Linked DNA regions of Triticum aestivum: region 2 is linked to region 1. Evidence: chromatin contacts called from public Hi-C data. All regions are on one chromosome and are shown on one strand. The core of a region is the stretch at or near the end of the contact, and the rest is flanking DNA. Distances in the headings are between cores, read along the strand shown.

Region 1 (5,897 bases), core at 2,667-5,166:
CAAACCCTTGTGTCGTGCTTACAAGATCGTGCTAGTAGTAGCCGCTACATGTGTTATCTGAGAGTACTGTTGATGGATAACCGGCCAGCAGACGAACTGCCTGTCTGCTTAGACAATGATGTTGATGCAGCAGCATGAAAGACCTACTCTAGCATATAGGAGTACGATTTTTCTACTATCCTACCATACTACTGTAGTAGTTGAATACCATTTCAGTGTTAGTACTCTTCGTAAAGACGACGGTGTGGTGCCTATGAAATCCTTGCGTCAGTGTAAATCATTGCCGTTCTCTTTGTTTGTTATAGTGGCCACAAAGAGACAGTTTGCTGCCTATGCAACCCTGTGTGCGATGTCCTTGTCTAGGCGAGGTCTCTGCGGTAATTCCTGATTAGTAGTAGTAGTAGTACTATACACCAATGCGCACTGTAATGCGGCACTGCGTGGAGCGACGTTACTGAATTCAGATACTGCGTGCAGTATACTACAGTACCATCTTCCGGGTGAGCAACGATATTTGTGGATTCAGAGACAATCTACCCAGGTGCAGTCAGAGATCTCGGGAGAATGATAAAACCCGTAGTCGATCACCTGCTTGCAGCTTGGTGTTGTAAACTTGTAATCAAATGCAGATGGCACATACGAATCTGGGGTAAGCAGCGCAGCGCAGCGCATTATGTTCTTAGGTTTTTCAGTGAAGATGGTGTATTCGTTAACTAACTTTCAACAGGTACAGCCAAGTCGACAAATGCAGGACGATCGAGTGGTCAGCCAAAGATGGCGTTCCAACATTCCGATCACGTAAGCATCACAGTTTAATTCCCTGCATTCGTTCCATTTACAGTCAAGGCAGTGGATCATCATATATCTCGAAGGATTGCCCCAACCCACTCTGCATATGCCTTGAAGGACCAATGGATCGCCACATAACTGTAACTTAGAGAGCCATGGCAGATACCTAGGGTCACCTTCTTATATAGCTTAGTTACTGGCAACTTATTTTCCATCATTGATGGTGCAGGCCACCGCCGCCAGTTCAGTATCGAATCGAACATTCCTGCTTGGGTAGGCGGGATGCAACGGCATCACTTACAAGCATCGACAGCACTTTTATCTGAAACTCTGAATTCCGAACGTGCCACTGCAGTGCAGCCCAGGCTCCGGGGCCTCTCCTCCGTGACCCGTGACAGCCGCCGCAATGCATCAGCCATCACCTAGGCCTAGCTATTCGATCGAGCTTGACGACAGTGGTTCTACCTTTAAGCAATGGTGACTGGTGCATGGCAGATTCGCGAGCCATGGCCTGTCCATTCTGTTGTCCATTTGTCTGTCATGAACCGAAGAAGTGGCTCACCAGACGCGGAGGACAGGGAGGGAGGAGCGATGCCGGCGGCATGGAGAACAAATCGACGCCGATGCTAGAAACTCAGCCATGAGATCGCCTCGAATGGAAACTAAGGTAATCAATCAATCAATCCATGGCGTAGGTCATGAAATTCAGCCATGAGATCCTACTATAGGAGTAGTTTATTTCAGGTAAGTTGCGGCCGCGGGAGGTCGCTCGAAAGAGCAAGTCTGAATCTGTAGCTGGCGCCGCACCAACGCACGTCGCTTCTGAACCGATAGAAGAAACAAACAGCTGTGCGGCAGTGCAAAAATGGATTGCAGCAAGGCCACAGGAGCCACGAGATTATACAAAGCCAACAAAACAAACGGGGAATATGCTTCTACTCTACTGCATTTTCATGTGGCTAAGACAAGCTCTTCGCGTCACAGCTCCATGTGCCCGTCGTCGCTGTCGGCCGTGGCAGTGAACCCGTCGTCGTCAGAGTCGGTGTCCTCGCCACCGCCGTCGCTGGAGGAGAGGCGCGCGAGCCAGCAGCTGCCGTGGAGGTGGCCGCTGACGCAGACAAAGTACTCGAGGCGGCCCTCGTGCGCGCCGAGCCGGCGGCACGCGCTGCGGGGCGCGAGGCCGGCCGCTGTGACGCTCCAGACGCGCGCGCCGCAGTAGGGGCAGCGCACGCGGGGCTCCAGCGGGGCGCGCCCGCCCACCAGGCAGGCGCGCGTGCGGGAGCGCATGAAGCCGCGGAACACGCCGCGGTAGGCGCCCACGTCCTCGTCGGCCGCGGCGCCGGCCGCCGCGTGCTCGCACGGGTCCGACACGTACAGCAGGTCCCCGCCGCAGCGGCGCGACAGGAAGCTCCGGCCGGACGTCTTGGAGAAGCGCGACACGGGCGCGAAGTGGCCCCGCACGCCGGCCCCCGCCGCGCCGCAGCAGAAGAGCAGCAGCTTCGCCAGCGCCGGCCACCCGCCGCCCACGCGGCCCGACGCGGCCGAGGAGCCCGTGGTGAGCGTGGACACCATCCGCGGCGCGCGCGAGACGCAGAGCTCCCGCCACAGCACGCGCTCCGCGACGGCGCGCAGGCGGCGGCTGACCCGCGCCACGGAGCACAGCGCCTGCGGGTCCCAGTTGAGCGCCCGGAACACCAGCGCCAGCACCTGCTCGTCCAGGATCCCCACGTTCACCCCGCGGATCCGCGCCCCAATGCCGCGCCCCCCGCTGCTCCACTCGTCGGCGATGCCGATGCCGATGCCGCCGCTCGCGTTCGCCTTGCTGCCGCCCCCGCCGCCGGCGCTGCCAACGCGCAGCCGCCTCATCTCCCGCGTTCCCTCGCTCATGCTAACCGAATGCTACCCAACCCGTGCACCGAGCCAACGGAGTCCGGCGACTCCCTCCCGGCGCCTCCGCGCGTGCCAGCCGAACCTAGTTGCCCGACGTGGTGGTGTGACTCTGAGCGTGACTGCGATTCGCGAGTACGAGCGCGGAGCGGGGCGGCGCCGGCGGGTGGGCAGTTATATACGTGGGCGGCCGTCCCGTCCGTGCTCCCTGGAGGCGACCCCGACCCGGCCAGCCAGCCCTGCTCCTCTTGTCGCCGCGCCGCGCGTGACAATTGTACGGCTCGGCCGCAATAGCCGCTCGCGGTACGGTTGCGATCAGAAAAGCGATCCTTGTCGCACTCCCCCGCACGCAAAATATCTCCATCATCCCCGCACGCTAATCCCTCTTGCCTTGCGTGCCGTCTGCCGTGCCCCCGTCAAAACAGTGCCGTTCTTGGACCGGAGCAGCGCCTGTCGCCACCGCCCGATCCAGGCTCGCTGCCCGGACAGAGCGCGCCGGTGCTGCGCATGCGGGTGCAGCACAGCGCTGCTCGCCATCCCCAAAATATCTTGCGCGCACACTGCCAATCTTAGTTTACTTTGCCATGTATCATGCGAGCTTAGTTTACTTAGCTGACGTACAGTATCCACGGCGGGCACACTGGCGGACGGGACGCGTGCCCCGGCGGTCGCGCCTGCGCGCCCGTGCTCTGGGGCGACACGTGCCGGCCGGGCCTCGCTTGGCGGGGGACGCGTGGCGCGATCACGGCGGCTGGCACCGGATAGTCTCAGGATTCGGTTGGCTCCTCGGCCGGGGGTGGCGGCGGTGCCGACGCGTGTGGCTGCCGGGAAGACCACACGCGGAAATATCTGGGGCTACGCGGCGCGCCTGGGTTGGCCGAGCGGCACACGCGTCCGATAATTAGCTCGGTCGCTCGCTGCGGGCGTTCCGTTTCTTTGCCGCTACGTACGTACTGGATCAAGATCCACCAATCATCAGATCTGCTGCACGCACAACGGTGGGATTGCATTTATTTCGTCTTGTGGGAGAAGGGTGGAGATGTACGTTACGCAGGGTTTGATAAATGAGTGAATGACGTCTCGGGGCTAAATTTCATGTTTTGACTCTTTTCTGAAGCCTATTCGAGATTTGACCTTAGTTTAAAAAAATTTCGAGATCTGATCCTTTTGCTACCGCCAGGGACCATGGCGATAGGAACCGGCTCCTCTAACTTAGCTACTGTGAAGTTAGAAGCCTAACTTAGCCACATTTCATCCGTTGGATCTAGAATAAATGGCTGAGATCTATCGCTACAGTTCTTAAACAGTGTCAATTGCTACAGGTAACAAACAGTGATTTTAGCTACACTGCTCGTCCAAACAGTATGCTACAACCCCATGTGAACAGTGTAGAATCTTGACCATCTATTTTCCATCTGATGGTTCACAGACTAAGTTAGAGTACTGTTTCCCTAACTTCATAGGAGCGAAGTTAGAGGAGCCAGTTCCTGGCGATAGGCACTGTCAAGGTCCTTGACGGTAGGGTTGCATGCCCTACCGCCAAAAAACTATTAAGTATTGAACACAGTGCGTACTCGTGCCTACCGCCAAGCACTTTGGTGGTAGGGTTGTGCAGGCTATCACCAGCCCGGTTGGCGGTAGCGATGTTTCCTACCGCTAAAGTCCCTGGCGGTAGGCTGTTAACCCTACCGTCATGGACTCTGACGGTAGCAAAAGGATTAGATCTCAAAAAAAATTAAACTGAAGTCAAATCTCGAATAGATTTCAAAAAAGGGTCAAAATACGAAAATTTGCCACGTCTCGGCTGGCTCTCGCTCCGGTGCGATGGGATGCCCAGGAAACGGGGTTCCTTCAATCATTCGTGGTGTCGGGGGCGATGTCATGGAGGAAGCATCGCCTCGCAGTTCACACAAGCATGGTTTTTTTTCCAGTTCGAATCACGCAAGCATGCTTGTTACTGTCATCAGGTGCTACTGTGCTAGTAACACATCAGAGTCCTTGCCATGTCAAAAAAAAAAAAGATTTCGTGCTGACACACAACTACGAGGTTTTTTCTTCACAGAAATCTCTACTCCTAGAGAGGTGTCCGTAATCGTTTCGTTTCGTCTGTCCCTTCGATCGATCGATCAGAACCCCTCCCCGCACGACATCTCTACTCCTAAAGGGGCAGTCTATAATCGTTTCGTTTCGCTTTGTTTCGTTGTCCCTTCGACCGATCGATCAAAATCCCTTCCCTCACGGTAAAAAGGAAAAAAAAATAGAGAAAGGAAGCAATGCATGGGATCTGATTACTTTAGACTTCTTTTTCTCGCGTGTGTTTGTATGCGTGCGTTGGTGTTGGTTGTGTGCATCTTCTCTATGCAGCGGTCGGATGTGTGCGGCATGTATTCACTTGAATCTTGATGCACCTTTTTTGAGCCAATAAAATTCACCGTTTGGGTTAAAATGATACTATGTGGACCCTTTTACTCTTATCAATTGATTCAAAGGATTCTAATGATATGCAAAGACATGAAAAATAAAGTAATTGCAATGGGATGTCAACAGATCGTATATTGTTTTTTATCTTGTTTTTTGCAAAAATGATAGGATTCTATTATAAAAGTTTATCGAAAATACAAATCATCTCAAACATAATAAAAATTACATCGAGATTCTGAGACCACCGAATGACCACTAATGCCATCAGAACGAGCTGCTGTCGCCGCTCCCCTACCGGAGCCTTCTTGACCTTGTCCATGACAGCCAGGAAGTCTTTGTGCACATGCCTTTAAGGACCAGCGCCCTGGAACCGCAGTCGTCGCCGTTAACCCTTGCATAAATCTGAAGCACATGGCACCAAATCTCGTCACATGACGAGAAATTCTAACCGCACTGCCCTAGGGAGATGACAAGAATCTGCGTCAAAACTCCATCGTCTACGTCCGAAGTGACAAGCTTGATGAGGATCGAAGCCCAGAAGAAACACCGTCATCCGCCCAAGAGTCGTACCTGCGAGGTCTAAAAAACTCTAACCTAAACTACTAACCGGAGCTGAGGCACCAGGATTCTCCTCTCTGCTACCAGCCGCCAAAGCGGCAGGTAGAGGAGAGGCGCATCAACAGGCTCACCGGTGAAGTCTAGAGGGAAAACTTTGCCCTAGCGACCTAGGGTTAGGGGAGGAAACAAGAGGAAGTAAGAATATAATGCTACATTATTGGGTACCATATATTGCACCGAAC
Region 2 (6,048 bases), core at 1,922-4,421, 490 kb after region 1:
TTTGAAGTAGTTCAAAATGGAACAGTCAAAGAAGGAGTTCTTGCCTGTGTTACAAGGTGTGAAGTTGAGTAAGACTCAAAACCCGACCACGACAGAAGATAGAGAGAGAATGAAAGTCATTCCCTATGCCTTAGCCATAGGTTCTATAAAGTATGCCATGTTGTGTACCAGACCTATTGTATACCCTGCCCTGAGTTTGGCAAGGGAGTACAATAGTGAGCTAGGAGTAGATCACTGGACATTGGTCAAAATTATCCTTAGTGGGATAAGGATATGTTTCTCGATTATGGAGGTGACAAAAGGTTCATCGTAAAGGGTTACGTCGATACAAGTTTTGACACTGATCCAGATGACTCTAAGTCTCAATCTGGATACATATTGAAAGTGGGAGCAATTAGGTAGAGTAGCTCCGTGCAGAGCATTGTTGACATAGAAATTTGCAAAATACGTACGGATCTAAATGTGGCAGACCCGTTGACTAAACTTCTCTCACAAGCAAAACATGATCACATCTTAGTACTCTTTGGGTGTTAATCACATAGCAATGTGAACTAGATTATTGACTCTATTAAACCCTTTGGGTGTTGGTCACATGTCGATGTGAACTATGGATGTTAATCACATGGTGATGTGAACTATTGGTATTAAATCACATGGCGATGTGAACTAGATTATTGACTCTAGTGCAAGTGGGAGACTGAAGGAAATATGCCCTAGAGGCAATAATAAAGTTATTATTTATTTCCTTATATCATGATAAATGTTTATTATTCATGCTAGAATTGTATTAAACCAGAAACACAATACATGTGTGAATACATAGACAAACAGAATGTCACTAGTATGCCTCTACTTGACTAGCTCGTTGATCAAAGATGGTTATGTTTCCTAACCATAGACATGAGTTGTCATTTGATTAACAGGATCACATCATTAGGAGAATGATGTGATTGACTTGACCCATTCTGTTAGCATAGCACTTGATCGTTTAGTTTGTTGCTGTTGCTTTCTTCATGACTTATACATGTTCCTATGACTATGAGATTATGCAACTCCCGTTTACCGGAGGAACACTTTGTGTGCTACCAAACGTCACAACGTAACTGAGTGATTATAAAGGTGCTCTACAGGTGTCTCCGAAGGTACTTGTTGGGTTGGCGTATTTCGAGATTAGGATTTGTCACTCCGATTGTCGGAGAGGTATCTCTGGGCCCTCTCGGTAATGCACATCACTTAAGCCTTGCAAGCATTGCAACTAATGAGTTAGTTGCAGGATGATGTATTACGAAACGAGTAAAGAGACTTGCCGGTAACGAGATTGAACTAGGTATTGAGATACCGACGATCGAATCTCGGGCAAGTAACATACCGATGACAAAGGGAACAACGTATGTTGTTATGCGGTCTGATCGATAAAGATCTTCGTAGAATATGTGGGAGCCAATATGAGCATCCAGGTTCCGCTATTGGTTATTGGTCGGAGACGTGTCTCGGTCATGTCTACATTGTTCTCGAACCCGTAGGGTCCACACGCTTAAGGTTTCGATGACAGTTATATTATGAGTTTATGAGTTTTGATGTATCGAAGGAGTTCGGAGTCCCGAATGAGATCGGGGACATGACGAGGAGTCTCGAAATGTTCGAGACGTAAAGATCGATATATTGGACGACTATATTCAGACATCGGAAAGGTTCCGAGTGATTTGGGTATTTTTCGGAGTACCGGAGAGTTACGGGAATTCGCCGGGGAGTATATGGGCCTTATTGGGCCATACGGGAATAGATGAGAGAGGCCAAAAGGAAGGAGGCGCCCCCCTCTGGTCCGAATTGGACAAGGGGTGCAACCCACTTTTCCTTGTTCCTCTCCCCCTCTTTTCTTCTCTCCTACTCAAACAAGGGAAGGATGAGTCCTACTCCCGGTGGGAGTAGGACCCCCCCTTGGCGCGCCCTCCTCCTAGGCCGGGCGCCTCCCTCCCTTGCTCCTTTATATACGGGGGCAGGGGGCACCCCATAAAAACAACAATTGATCATTGATCTGTTAGCCGTGTGCGGTGCCCCCCTCCACCATAATCCTCAATAATATTGTAGCGGTGCTTAGGCGAAGCCCTGCGACGGTAGAACATCAAGATCGTCACAATGCCGTCGTGCTGACGGAACTCTTCCCCGACATTCTGCTGGATCGGAGTCCGGGGATCGTCATCGAGCTGAACATGTGCTAGAACTCGGAGGTGCCGTAGTTTCAGTGCTTGATCGGTCGGGCCGTGAAGACGTACGACTACATCAACCGCGTTGTTATAACGCTTCCGCTTCCGGTCTACAACGGTACATAGACAACACTCTCCCCTCTCGTTGCTATGTATCACCATGATCTTGCGTGTGCGTAGGAATTTTTTTAAAATTACTACATTCCCCAACATGAGCACCTGTAGAACACCAGCAGGCACGCCGCAAGGGCTGACCGGCGCTGGGGAGGCACCACCGGAAGCACACCAAAAAGCCGCACCTTGAAGCCATGGCCGCAGCTCAGATGGAGAAGAGCGTCGTGAGGATGAGAGGGAAGGGGGATTGTAAGCCGGATACAATTGCGTGTGTGTGTGTGGGTGGGTGGGGGGGAATGTATAGGTTAGACATGATTTGTGTTAAACCCTAAAATATATAACCCCCCCCTAGCAATGCACGACACCAGCACTAGCCGTGACCAGTGTCGGAGGATGGGCCGCGGGTACAAAAAGAGAAAGACAAAGAGGAGGAAGAAGATGGCGATCATAGAATTTTATCACCGAAGAAAAATAGACAACTGATGCTTAGTTGCTCTCATTGTATCCACTAAAGAAATTAAAAAAATGATATATATTTGAAGGACTTCACTCGATTCATTTAGTCATCAGTTTGATTTATTTTTCTGTATTTCGCCCGTAGCAACGTACGAGCATTCTACTAGTATTGACGGTGTTGTACTGGGCTGGTAACAAATGCATTTTGGGTGCGATCATCTATCCAACCAAAAGTTGACCCGAACATCACCACTAGACCCTGTGAAAAGAACGATGTCACAATAATACCCTCGCGGGAAGCAAAGCAGAAACCTACTCGCAGATATTACAGTGGTATCAAATAAATACAGGGGCCGTATTGAAAACAAACTACCCCCAAATCCATTCTCATTACTTAACCGACCCCTCCCCAATCGCAGCACACTCTCCACCGCCCCACCTCCAAGCCCCCGGCGACCAAAGCCCCGCCTCGACCTCGCCGCCGCACCAGCCCACGGTTCGCGGCTACCCGGCCGCCGCCGGATTCGCCTCCTCGCCGGCGGGTGAAGTCGGTCGACCCTCGGCTCAGGCGCTTCGCATCGCCCGCCCCCTCGGCGTCGGCTCGGGCACGGGCCGCTCTCCCCTTCCTCGAAACCCTAGATTCCGCCGCCCCGCGCGCGGTGCGATCGTGCGGCTCGCGGCCTCCCGCGATGCCCATATAAGGAGCGCACCCCCCTCCCCCGAGGCTCTCGATACAACCGCTCTCGCGCTCTAGGGTTTGCGCCGCCGCCGCCTCGAGGACAATGGGACGCACGGTGGTTTCCGACGACGAAGGTACGCGATTTCGTTGCTGATTCCTGCGGTTTCGCGTGTTTTGGTGCCCTCGGCGGCGGTTTGTGCGCGTTTTCTGATGGGAAAAGCTCGTGCGTCTGTTCGAACCCTAGAGGACGACTTCATCGAGGCCGAGGAAGAGGACGAGCCGCGGCCGTCACGGAGGGCCAGGGATGATGTCGACGAGCAGGACGACGATGAGGAGGAGGAGGACGACGATGAAGGTTAGTTTCTCCTAACGATCTCTCCATCAGGTTTGCTCGCGTGAGCGATTTTGTGGCTTGATTTATCCTTTCCTCTCGATTGGAATGCTTTTATGTGCTGTGCGGTACTGTGCTTCGGGCGTTCTCTTGCTTGATTTCTTATTTCAGTTGTTCTTGTTGTCTATTACGATGTTTTGGTATCGATTCCAGTTTGCAGCAGTTGCCTTTTTCTAGTTGAATCGCCTGTGATTGTGGTTTCGAGCTAGTACAGCAATAACGGGGTGACCTTGTTTATGAGCAGATGAGGGACAAAATGAGTACGAGAAGGATGGCTTCATAGTGGATGATGCGGATGAAGACGAGGAGGAGGAGGAAGAGGAGGCAAGAGCTAGTGATGATGAAAGACGCAAGAAGAAAAAGAAAAGAAAGAAGAAGAGGTAGTTGCTTTTATGCCTCTCATGAAACAGAGTATGTCTTCTTCTTTGTGAGTTTCTAAACTACAAGAGATGTGGCCAGAGAAACGGAGGATTTCGAGCTTGATGAGGATGACTACATGTTGCTCCAGGATAATAACATTACCGGCATCACTCGTCCGAAGCCTCCTGTATGTTTGAAGATAATCTTTGTGTCTGTTTCGGACTCCCATGAGTTTTTGCAGGCTTCTCAGTAATGTTCCTTTTCATTTTTCCTACGGCAGGAAAACAAGTTTAAGCGGTTGAAGAAGGCAGGACGGGAATCTGAAATGGATGGGCGTTCTGGCTTCTCTGATCATGACGGAGCAGGAAAAAGCCGGACTGCTGAGGAGACAGTTCGTAGCTCCTTGTTTGGTAATGAAGGTACGTGCTTCTGAATCCTTTTCACGTTGCTTGTTTTCCAATGCTGGAAGTTTCCTGTCTAATTTTTAATTCGCTGCAATATCATTTGCTCAGAACCGTTTGAGGAAGATTTTGTCGAGGAGGATCAGCAGGTAGATGAAGATGAGGTTGGTGAAGATGATATGGATGATGAAATGGGCGATTTCATTGTGGACGAAGAGGAAATCGATGTGAATGGCCAAGTTGTGAAGTATGCTCTTATGTTCTGTATTGTGTGTTAATGGTTCTCTATCCATGTGAAATTATTCAGACCTTATATTTGTATTAATTGCACACATGCTTTTGTACTGCAGAAGGAAGAAGGTTAAAAGAAAGCCTCTGCGACAAGCTGCAGGTGTATCATCATCTGCGCTACAAGAGGCCCATGATATATTTGGGGATGTTGATGAGCTATTAGCACTAAGAAAGCAAGAGCTTGAGAGGGATGCTATTAATTCTGGCGAGTTGAGAGGAAACAGGCTTGAAGATGAGTTTGAACCATTTATTCTTGCAGAAAAGTATATGACACCAAAGGACGAGCAGATAAAAGAAACTGATATACCTGAGAGGATCCAGGTAAGTTACCAGTTAGACACGTTGGAAGTCTGTCTTGATTTTGGTTTGTAATGCATATCTGATTCATAATTGCTTCTTCCTCAGCTGTCTGAAGAGTTAACTGGCCATCCTATAGATGGCGAGGCAAATAGAGAGGAAGAAAGTGTATGGATACACAACCAACTAACGGGGGATGGGTTTCTGTCCCTTTTTAGCAATGAGCAAGTGAACAGGGAGATTGATCAGAGCGACATCGTGAATGTCTTGAACATGCTACATACCCACAAATTTGAAGTACGAAAAACTATAGGATCTTGTTGCATAATTTCTTATGTTTGATCTGCTGACGTGGTTATTGTTGCCTGTTAGGTTCCATTCATTGCAATGTACAGGAAGGAAAGTTGCCTGAGTCTGTTAAAAGATAATGATTCCAATGAACAAGCAAATGAAGAAGAAAAACGTAAAATGAAGTGGCATAAGGTAACTGTTCAGTGTCCACTACTAGACAGGTGTTAGTCTCCCTTAATTATCAAGATTTTACAATTGCTGACACAGTTCGTCTGTTGTTTGTAGCTGCTTTGGGCTGTTCAGACCTTAGACAGAAAGTGGCTTCTTCTTCAGAAGCGCAAGGTTGCTTTGCAGGTTTACTATGAGAGAAGATATGATGACGAGAAACGAAGAATAGACGATGTTACAAGACAGGCACTTAATCGACAACTCTATAACTCTATCAGTGAGGCACTGAGGGATGCAAAATCAGAGAAAGAAGTGGAGGATGTTGACGCGAAATTCAATTTACATTTCCCTCCTGGCGAAGTTGAAGAAGTAGGTCAATTTAAGCGGCCAAAAAGG

What was found. Hi-C and Micro-C count contacts between places; a contact is called where the count stands out from the background.
Region 2: a Hi-C map of leaf shows a contact between it and region 1, with 4 times the contacts expected there. The contact joins the promoter of LOC123060835 here to the promoter of LOC123162635 in region 1. A contact is called at or near these places in 2 of 5 Hi-C or Micro-C datasets (both in leaf).

The regions. Positions count from the first base shown.
Region 1 is chr1A:504,296,903-504,302,799 of IWGSC CS RefSeq v2.1, forward strand. LOC123162635 (EID1-like F-box protein 3) reads right to left here and starts at 3,917. Exons shown (of 1, transcript XM_044580434.1): 1 at 1,512-3,917. The coding sequence starts at 2,676. The coding sequence ends at 1,768.
Region 2 is chr1A:504,784,925-504,790,972 of IWGSC CS RefSeq v2.1, forward strand. It overlaps LOC123060835 (transcription elongation factor SPT6 homolog), which reads left to right and starts at 3,172. Exons shown (of 17, transcript XM_044483693.1): 1 at 3,172-3,587; 2 at 3,698-3,808; 3 at 4,089-4,224; 4 at 4,304-4,391; 5 at 4,485-4,623; 6 at 4,717-4,852; 7 at 4,956-5,217; 8 at 5,302-5,490; 9 at 5,566-5,676; 10 at 5,770-6,048. The coding sequence starts at 3,557.